Regions from separate parts of the Pan troglodytes genome. Here regions 1 and 2 are each linked to region 3. Evidence: chromatin contacts called from public Hi-C and HiChIP or PLAC-seq data. All regions are on one chromosome and are shown on one strand. Each heading gives the region's core, a stretch centred on a gene start, on an enhancer-like site or on the middle of the called end of the contact. The rest is flanking DNA. Distances are from core to core; before and after follow the strand shown. Region 1 holds the start of ZNF776 (zinc finger protein 776). Region 2 holds the start of ZNF551 (zinc finger protein 551). Region 3 holds the start of ZNF329 (zinc finger protein 329).

Region 1 (3,318 bases), core at 167-2,666, 400 kb after region 3:
GATGCTTGTTACAAAATATCAACTTTGAATCCAGCCACATCTCCTTAGCCATGAATCTTAGTCTGTTAACCCTCACTTGGATTACGGCAAAAGCCTCAACTCTCATCTTATTTCCTCCTCTCTCAACCCCACAGTCTGTTCTCCACTGTAGAGCCAGAGGAGACTACAGCCAGATGAAACTGTGGCAACATCACCTCCTCCCTCTGGTCAGTTTCACCTCTAAGCATTTCACATCCTGGTACTAACTCCTGGGTTAACCTTCCAAGTATGTTTATACTGGTTGACAGAAATGGGAATACCTCCATATATCCTGTGTCACAGACTTAGGATCCTGGGTTTAAGGTTCCTCCAGGGTTCCCATATCAAAAAACTTAAAAAAAAAAAAAAAAAGGTACCTAAGAATCCCAGGACATCCCAATCTAAAGAGCATGTGGATAGGAGTTAGGGCCAGTGAGGGAATAACACCCTCCGCTTCCCTGCGGAGGTTCTGCAAGTGCTTCTGCAGCCAGGTGTTCCTGAGAGGAGAGGCACAAGCTACAAGAATGTATCCCTGATGAGATTTGATAAGCTCAGGCCTCCCTGAACTCTTTCTTGGCCCTGTAACTAGGTAAACGCGAGTTGGTTGTCTGAACTGAGCGCCTCAGTACAAAATGTCATCTCTTAGCACCTATCTGATCTGTAGAGGTTGAACAAGAATTCAACCTCCCAGGGCCCGAAAGTCATCCCCTGTGTTCTTTTTCGACTGGACTTTGGGAAACCTTTAAAGCCTGGACATTGATCTTTTCCTTCCTTTGCTGGAAGCTGTCCATGGCTTCCAGCGTTCTCAGGGTGAATACACAGTTCTCAGCCTGCTCTTCCAGGAGGAGCTCTGCCTCACACTTTGCTCCCGACAGGTGCCTGTGGACCCTAGGTTACGATGCTCTCGGCTCAGTTCATCTCCAGGCCTTTGCCTGCACCGCTCCCTGTGCCTGTAGCTCTCCTGAGCGCATCCCGCGGGTGTCAAAAACGGGGGCCCATAGAGAGCGCCTCAGTGGCGCCGGGTTCAGGCTGTAGAACCTTGAGCAGGCGCCGCTTCCTCTCTGCTTTTGGACTTAGGTAAAGATGAGGTGACCTGAGGGCACGGAAGACGCCACAATTACCTGAGCCGGGGGCCTCAGCGCGGCCGCCGCCATCCGACTGGGTGGGGAAAGCGGGGTCGAAAGGAGGGGGCGAGCAGTGCAGGTACCCGGGCACGGTGGTCCCGATCCCGGCCTTGGTGCGGGTCACGCCTAGCGCCTTTAAGGAGCTGCAGAGCAGCCTCTGTGCAGTCGGGACAACGTCTCGTCTCCACCTTCTGGGTTCAGTCACTTCTACACGACCCAACACTCCGCGGTCTCTCACTGGAAAATACACCCAAAGCCAATCAAAATGGCCACTAGTAGAGGACGCCGGAAGTCCCACCTTTATACTGTTTCCGCGGAAACGCCTTTATTTTGAGCCTTCATTGGCTCTGACGCGCTGTCATTCGACGCAGAGATTTCTGGGTTATGTAGTTTCCTCAGGTTTCAAGACAGTTCCAAGGCGGTAAAGAAGGCCTTCTCAGAGGCGCTTGATTGCACAGAGTGGTGAATAAACACCACTCTGGCCTAAGTGTCATCTTCCCTCAATTTGACTATACTTCTGCATGTATCTATTTCATGTCTATTTTCTCCTTGAAAGTCTATATCCCCTGTCAAACTATGCTGTCAGGTATACCCTACCATCATGCTCACTTACTTGCAGGAAAGGCCCAGCTCCACCTCAGCGGTCTGTCCTTAAAGTGCATGTCCTTCTAGGGTAGAGGTTAGTCTCACCTAGCCTTAGAACCCGTATTGAGATTTTTGGAGATTAGTGTCTGTAACTGATCACTCAAGTATTTGAAAAAATATTATTTTAGATTTTGGGGAACTCGAGCTCTCCGATGCTAAACTTATTATTTAGGATGCCCCCAAAGACTAAAAATCCAAATTATCATAACGTTTTGAACAGTCTTTCAGTCGCAAAATCCCGGTACTGGGAGCAGAGGCTGATAAACATTATTGTGTTATAAATTCACATAAATGCACTCTGAGGCATTAGAGTCAGTTTCTCAGTCTGTCAGGGACAAGAGAGAACTAATCCAGATAGGACAAGACAAGGAAGATAGAGGAGAAATGTTGTGTTCCCTAAAGCAGGAATACATGCTGAATCTCTGTCTGTGATTCCCACAGAAGACAACTCTCCTGCCTATAAAATCAATCATAGTGTCCAGTACATTGAGCAACACTTTTATCCACTTAGTATCCCTCGCTTGAGATTCCAACTTATATTCAATTAATTCTGGATTAATTTATCTAAGATTTATCAATCTTACAGGAAGACCAATGAAAGAAATACTATTTTGGTAGTGATAAATGGCTGCAGTTTTCAAAGGTGGAGCACGTATGCAGAAGATGCTCTCCACCTGTTGATATTGGTTGTGTCTTAAATCCAGGAGTTCATGTTATTGCTGGGAAGTGGCTATTCTTTATTTCTGTTTCCATGGCAAGGAGTGTTTTGCCTAATAAATTAATGTTATGGCTGGGATTACAGGCATGAGCCACCATATCCGGCTAATTTTGTATTTTTAGTAGAGACGGGGTTTCTCCATGTTGGTCAGGCTGGTCTCGAACTCTCAACCTCAGGTGATCCACCTGTCTCGGCCTCCCAAAGTGCTGGGATTAAAGGCATGAGCCACTGTGCCCGGCCGCTCAGTTCTTAAAAACCCCATGCCTTCTATGTTCAGGGAGAAGAGGCATTTAGAGCAAGAGCTTACTCATTCTCCATTTCTGCTCAGAAATAAAACTTTCTTGCCTTTTTTTTTTCCCAAATTGGGTGTTCTTTTTTTTTGTGACCAATTCAAAGTAGGGAAAGAACTCAGTTTATTGGTAGTACAACTTAAAAAAAAAAGCATGTTTAACATTCCAACTTTCATAGTCCCGTCAACTTTTACTTTATGTTCTAGTCCCAGGACTCTTCTCTCCAGACCATTTTACCCTTTCTTGTGCAGATGTCTTCAGGTTTCCACCCAGGGTTCAGGCCAGGAGACTTTGGCCTTTTTTCCAAGTGCTACCTTGATTAACCAGTCTAACCATCACCCTAGGCATTCCAGGTGGGGTTTCTCATTGTATCTTTACCTTCTGGCTTTTAAAATTTATCCAAACTTCAGGAACTACAGCAACTTAGCTTAAGGCCCTTTAATGTTGGGGGATCAACAGGAACTTCCTTTGGTCCACCCAACCTTCAATAGTGTTATATTCAGAATTTTGTTTTAATCCCATC
Region 2 (3,319 bases), core at 90-2,589, 470 kb after region 3:
GCCCTACTTAAAAAATGAATCCAGAATCCAACTGCTTCTCGCATCTTCACAGCCACCATTTTGGCCTATCACATTCTATCACATTCACCTGGCCTATCCCAGTAGTCTCCTCCCAGGTCTCCCCACCTCATCCTTCAGTCGGCTTCCCATGCTGCAGCCACAGGGAGCCTAATAAGACCAGAACCAGATCACCTCCCTCTTCCACTCCAAAACTCCCACTGTTACTATTAAGTAACGAACAGACAACTCAACTTCTCAGGGAACCATTCCGGGTCTGACTTCTACCACACTGCTCCCTGTTCTCATGAGAAGAAAATAATTGTAGGTTCCTGAACTATCTCAGCCTCCTCTCCAAACTTAGCATATACTGGTAACTTTGCCTTGGACAACCTTCTACATCTCCTTTCCCCCAGCTGCCAACAGCTTCATATAATCCAACCTGGACTTAAGACTCTGGGCTTTGTATTTGCTCAAAGTCTCAGGGCCCAAGGCTAGACGAGTGGCGAGGCTCAGGTCGCCCAATGACCCTGGGCCAGTTTTGGAGCCAGGTGGCCTGGGCTGGCTGCACTATCTCCGCACCTCAGTTCTCAGTGCTGAATTTACCAGCTGCGTGAGCTTGGACAAGAACTCAGTCTTCATATGCCTAACTACTATTACCTCTCTTCAGCCTGTTCTTCCCCTGAGCAACTTTTGGATAGCTTTAGGAAATCCTAGCCCAGTGTCCCTATCTGTTCACAAATCTCGAAGGCTGCCAGTGTCCTCAGAATCGTCAAATTCGTCAGGTGCAACTCTGCCTCACTCTATGTTCCTGCAGACCCGAGATGGACCCCAGGCTCCTGAATCCCCCCCAGCTTAGTCGCAGCTCCAAGTTCTGCACGCGCCAGTCCCCTGCCCGTCACATTTCCGTACACACTGGGCGTCACAAACGGGTCCAATCCACAAGCGCCTTCTTGTCCAGGGTACTGGGGCCTGGGCTGCAGGGCTGTGAGCAGGCATCCCTCACTGGGCCTTAGGGCTTCTGCTGGGGGAGAGTAGGCGAGACCCGGAGGACGCACAACTCACCTGAGCCGAGTCCCTCAGCGCGACTGCCGCCATTGAGCTCCGTGGACTAGGCAGGGAGTGGCGGCCGACCGGGGCGGGCATTCGAACACAACAGTCCCTATCCCGGGCCTGGCGCAGCTCACCCGAGGTGGCGTCGCAGAACCTCTGGCCCACTTTCGCGCCTTCTCTGTCCCGTCCCTCAGTCGCGACCTCCGCTGCAGACTGGCGGGCTGGACAGACAGGACAGAGGCCAAAATGACCGCCACGAGGAGGACGCCGGAAGTTCCGGCCCGTCGCGCTGCACATGCGCGGAAGTGTTCCTATCTTGGGCTGTCATTGGCTCAACTCCGCCGCCGTTTTGCGCTCTGCACTCTGGATAATGTAGTTTCCAAAACTCCACGGAGCTCTTCGGAGTGTGTCCACTGCTTTGACCTCTGCGAACTTGTATTCTGAGGTGCTGTGCCCCGTGCAGGGAAATGGCGACTTCGGCCTCTAGGGGAGAAGGAAGTATTTACTCCTTCTTAAAGGGGCTTTTCCCAGATTTCTGGGAAGTGTTTTCCGTAACTGATCACTTAAGTGTTTAGAGACATTATTTCAGACTCCACGAAGCTCAGGGTGCCCCTAGAGGCAAAAAATATTATTTCAGGGGGTTGGGCGCGGTGGCTCACGCCTGTAATCCCAGCACTTTAGAAGGCCGAGGCGGGCGGATCACCTGAGGTCAGAAGTTCGAGACCAGGCTGGCCAACATGGCGGAACCCCATCTCTACTAAAAATACAAAAATTAGTCGGGCGGGCCGGGCGCAGTGGTTCACGCCTGTAATCCCAGCACTTTGGGAGGCCGAGGTGGGTGGATCACGCGATCAGGAGTTCGAGACCAGCCTGGCCAACATGGTGAAACCCTGTCTCTACTAAAAATACAAAAATTAGCTGGGCATGGTGGCGAGCGCCTGTAATCCCAGTACTTGGGAGGCTGAGGCAGGAGAATCGTTTGAACCTGGGAGGCAGAGGTTGCAGTGAGTCGAGATCGCGCCATTGCACTCCAGCCTGGGCGACAGGGGGAGACTCCGTCTCCAGAAAAAAAAAAAAAGAAAAAAAAAAATTGGATTTTGGAGCATTTTGGATTTTAGATTTTTGGCTCAGGGATATTCAACCTGTATTTTGTTCTCATTAAATAGGTTTCTCTTTCACTTTGTTATTGTTTGATATACTAAAGTTTTAATTTTCATGAAGTCTAATTGGTCTATTTTTCTTTTGTCACATGTGTATTTGGTGTCAAATCCAAGAAATTATGGCCAAATTCAATGTCATAAAACTTTCACCCTATATTTTCTTTTAAGTGTTTTATAGTTTTGGGTCTTATGTTTAGGTTGTTAGTCCATTTTGAGTTCATTTGTGTTTTTGGTGTTAGGTAAGGGTTCACCTTCATTCCTTAGCATGTGAATATTTCGTTTTCCCAGCATCATTTGCTGAAAAGATCATCGTTTCCCCATTGAGTGGTCTTGGTAGCCTTGTTGAGATCATTTGGCCATATACATTACTATTGCAAATGATATTGTTTTCTTAATTTCCTTTTCAGATTTTTCATTGTTAGTGTATGGAAGGGCATATGAGTTTTACATGTTGACTTTTGCATGTTGACTTTGAATTCAGCTACACAGGTGAATTTGTTTATCAGTTCTTTTTTTTTTTTTTTTTTTTTTTCCCCAGACGGAGTCTCACTCTGTTGCCCAGGCTAGAGTGCAATGGCTTGATCTTGGCTCACCACAAGTTCCACCTCCCAGGTTCAAGCAATTCTTCTGCCTCAGCCTCCCAAGTGGCTGGCACTACAGGCGCCAGCCACCATGCCCGGCTAATTTCTGTATTTTCAGTAGAGCGAGGGTTTTACCATGTTGGCCAGGCTGGTCTTGAACTCCTGACCTCAGGTGAGCCACTGCGCCTGGGCTTTTTTGTTTTTGTTCTTGAGACAGTGTCTTGCTCTGTCACCCAGGGTGGAGTGCAGTGGCGCGATCTCAGCTCACTGCAACCTCTACCTCCCGGGTTCAAGCGATTCTCCTGCCTCAGCCTCCTGAGTAGCTGGGGTTACAAGCATACACCACCATGCCCAGCTAATTTTTGTATGTTTAAATTAATCAAAGTTGCCAGCAAAAAAATATATATATATATTAATTCCTCCCTTAGAAGTTACAATAAACATCTTTAAAAATTTTTTTTGAGCCTGTCACCCAGGCTGGAGTGCAGTGGTCTGTTCTCAGCTCACTGCAACCTCTGCCTCCCAGGC
Region 3 (3,288 bases), core at 785-3,284:
GCCAAGAGCGAGCGAGGGCTGCCAGCACGCTGTCACCTCAGTGCCACTGCACTCCAGCTTGGGCAGCAGAGCAAGACTCCGTCTTAAACAAACAAACAACAGAAAACAACAGAGACATGCAAAGCTTAGAGAACATGAGTATCTGCTGGGTGAACGTGGGTGGCGGTGACATTCTCACACTGATGGTAGAAGACGTATGAAAGGAAATTTCATAATATATAACTAAAACTATTTTAAATATTTATGCCATTCTCGCTAGCATCTACGAATTGTACTTGTAGCAGTTCTTCCGAAATGTGCTTCAGTAGTTAAACAGCGGATTTGCATTGAAGGTTTACCATGCAGAGCACACAGGTATTAGCTAATGCAGTCCTCATACATCCCTGTATGTTATACTCTACTCTGATGGTTAAATGACAAAATTTTAGAGAAATGAAATCTTTTGACTCAGTTTATGTAACTAGAAAGCATATGTGCTAATAAGCAGATGCTAATTGGCTTGAATCCATTAGTCACTCATTTTTATTTTTTTATTGTGAGACAGGGTCTCACTGTGTCACCTGGGCTGAAGTGCAATCACAGCTCACTGCAGGCTTGATCTCCTGTGCTCCAGTGATTCTCCTGCCTCAGCCTCTCAAAGTGTGAGATTACAAGCATGAGCCTCCACGGCTGGCCCATAGTCACTCAATCTCCTGTTTAATTACTATCGAAATAAATGCAATAATGGATACTTGGATCAAGCACATATTGTCGAATATTAATTATCTAACCCAGGGGCTGGGTACGTGGGTGTTCACACAATTTTTTTTTTTCTTGTGAGACAGGGTCTCGCTCTGTCGTCCAGGCTGGAGTGCAGTGGTACAATCATTCCTCAACATCCCGGGGCTCAAGGGATCCTCCCGCCTCAGACTCCTGAGTAGCTGGGACTACAGGCGCGCGCCACGAAGCCCGGTTAATTTTTAAAATTTTTTTGTAGAGACGAGTTCTCACTATGTTGCCCAGACTGGTCTCAAACTCCTGAGCGCAAGCGACCCTCCCTCCCCAGCCTCCCAAAGTGCAGAAAGTACAGGCGTGAGCCACTGTGCCAGGCCCACACAATCATTTCAAATTTTCTGCATGTTTGAAAATGTTCTTAATAAAATTTGGGGGTAAGGTACATGCAATATTTATCAATTTTGCAGTTCTTACCTCTTTGGCTGAGGGAATTGCTTGCTCCTCAGAGACTCTTTCTCTTTTCTTCCTTCCTTCCTCCCTTCCTCTCTCTCTTTCTCCCTTTCTTTTGAGACTGAGTTTCGCTCTTGTTGCCCAGGCTGGAGTGCAATGGCACGATCTAGGCTCACCGCAACCTCCGCCTCCCGGGTTCAAGCGATTCTCTTGCCTCAGCCTTCCTGAGTAGCTGGGATTACAGGTGCCCGCCACCACACCCGGCTAATTTTTTGTATTTTTAGTAGACGGGGTTTCACCATGTTGGCCAGGCTAGCCTTGAACTCCTGACCTCAGGGGATCCGCCCACCTCGGCCTCCCAAAGCGCTAGGATTACAGGCGTGAGCCACTGCGCTCGGCCCTCCTCAGGGAGTTTCAAAACTAACTGTCACAAAGCCACTGGTTTTCTCTGTATTAATGAAAAACCTGGCAAGAACGCCCAGGATCCGAAAGTGAGCTTCAGTCTCAAGATAGCGACCGCCCTCCGGGCCAGCGTCGGGGCACTGAGGGGCCTCTGGAAAGTGAATCACAGGGAGCACCGCGGGGTTTCAGGATTTTGGCTGTCCGCTGCCCAAGGCTTGGCATCACGGGCGTCTTTCCCTCTCACGTTGGGGTCCCTTCAAGGTCGGCGCCAGGTATCCTCCCAGAAAACCTGCACACCGCAACGCCCAGGACCCCCACAGCCTCCCTGCTGCCGCTGGGGGGCGCCATCGTCGCGGCTAACGCAACCCGAGGGAGGAAGCGGTGGAGCGCCGCGCCGCGGGGTTTTCTGGGAGATGTAGGCGGTGGAAGCACACTCATGCGCAGCAACGGCGCCGCAGTGGGCGCTCATGCGCAGTGGAGGGTCCGGCGTCCGCCTTGGCGGGTGGGCGTGATGACCCGCACTCCCCAAGCCACTGCGGGATACAACGGGGCCAAGGGCTCTCAGGGGTGGCCGCGACCGGGGCGGCCCGGGACACGGCTGCGGGTTCCAGCCAACAGGCCCGGAGTCGCGGCCTCGGCTCCGCCGTGGGTGCACGGGCTAGGGCTGCGGGGACTCCTGTGGGCTCCGCGTCTGCGGCTGGCAGGAATGGGGATCGTCCCCAGATCCCGCCTTCTGGGCAGGGCCTCCGCTGCCTGCGATCCTGCCCACAGTCCAAGGATCCTCCTCGCCTCTCGCGGACTGCGGTGTCAGCCGCCCGAGCCGTTCCCCGGAGACCTGGCCAGGTGACGGCCCCCGACCTCCGCCTGGGGCGGGGGTGGGGGTGGTCTGCGAGTCCCCCTCACCCCCAGCAGACGTTCCCGAGCTCAGGAGGAAAAAAAGGACGAGGAAGGGGCTGCTTATGAGTGTGTCGGTGTTGATTTAGTAGTTGTGGAATGTGAGCCCTGGGGAAATAAGTGGAAGAGGCATGGACCGTGTGGCTCCACTGGGGCGTTCGCGAATGCCTCCTGGAGGAGGAGACCAACCAGAAAGAAGAGGCAGCGTCCAGCAACTGGACAAAGGCCAGAGGGCCTTTCTGGCAAGAGGACTGGGGTGAGCAGAAGCTGATCCGGCTCTTTATCCCTGGGCGCAAGTGCTGTGTGGCATAGGTCAGTGAAGGCCTGAAAGGGATGTTGAGCCAGCAGCAAAAGGCCTTGAGTGCCCCATTAAATAAGCTACAGCTGTGGCTGACGCCTGTAATCCCAGCACTTTGGGTGGCCCAAGCGGGCGGATTGCGTGAGCTCAGGGGTTGTAGACCAGCCTGGCCAACATGGTGAAACCCCGTCTCTACTAAAAATACAAAAATTAGCCGCGCGTGGTGGCACGTGCCTGTAATCCCTGCTACTTGGGAGGCTGAGACAGGAGAATCGCTTGAACCGGGGATGCAGAGTTTGGAGGCTGCAGTGAGCTGAGATCACGCTACTGCACCCCAGCCTGGGCGATAGAGCAAGACTGTCTCAAAAAAAAAAAAAAAAAAATCACATATGTTGGCCAGGCAGGGTGGATCACGCCTGTAACGCCAGCACTTTGGGAGGCTGAGGATTACTTGAGCCCTGGAGTTTGAGAGCAGCCTGGGTAAAATAGTGAGACCCCATCTGTACTAAAAAAATTAGCCAGGCATGGTG

The links. Hi-C and Micro-C count contacts between places; a contact is called where the count stands out from the background. HiChIP or PLAC-seq counts read pairs in DNA pulled down with a chosen protein or histone mark.
Region 1: a contact with region 3 is called in a Hi-C map of stem cell-derived neural progenitor cells, with 5 times the contacts expected there. The contact joins the promoter of ZNF776 here to the promoter of ZNF329 in region 3. A contact is called at or near these places in 2 of 7 Hi-C or Micro-C datasets (blood and stem cell-derived neural progenitor cells) and 1 of 1 datasets of contacts at active chromatin or transcription factors (stem cell-derived excitatory neurons).
Region 2: a contact with region 3 is called in an H3K4me3 HiChIP or PLAC-seq map of stem cell-derived excitatory neurons, with 4 times the contacts expected there. The contact joins the promoter of ZNF551 here to the promoter of ZNF329 in region 3. A contact is called at or near these places in 1 of 7 Hi-C or Micro-C datasets (stem cell-derived neural progenitor cells) and 1 of 1 datasets of contacts at active chromatin or transcription factors (stem cell-derived excitatory neurons).

The regions. Positions count from the first base shown.
Region 1 is chr20:60,686,784-60,690,101 of NHGRI_mPanTro3-v2.0_pri, reverse strand. ZNF776 (zinc finger protein 776) reads right to left here and starts at 1,416. Exons shown (of 4, transcript XR_010153984.1): 1 at 1,140-1,416.
Region 2 is chr20:60,621,879-60,625,197 of NHGRI_mPanTro3-v2.0_pri, reverse strand. ZNF551 (zinc finger protein 551) reads right to left here and starts at 1,339. Exons shown (of 3, transcript XM_003316701.7): 1 at 1,063-1,339. The coding sequence starts at 1,143.
Region 3 is chr20:61,091,839-61,095,126 of NHGRI_mPanTro3-v2.0_pri, reverse strand. It overlaps ZNF329 (zinc finger protein 329), which reads left to right and starts at 2,034. Exons shown (of 4, transcript XR_010153990.1): 1 at 2,034-2,716. It overlaps ZNF274 (zinc finger protein 274), which reads right to left and starts at 1,248. Exons shown (of 5, transcript XM_009436586.5): 1 at 1,189-1,248.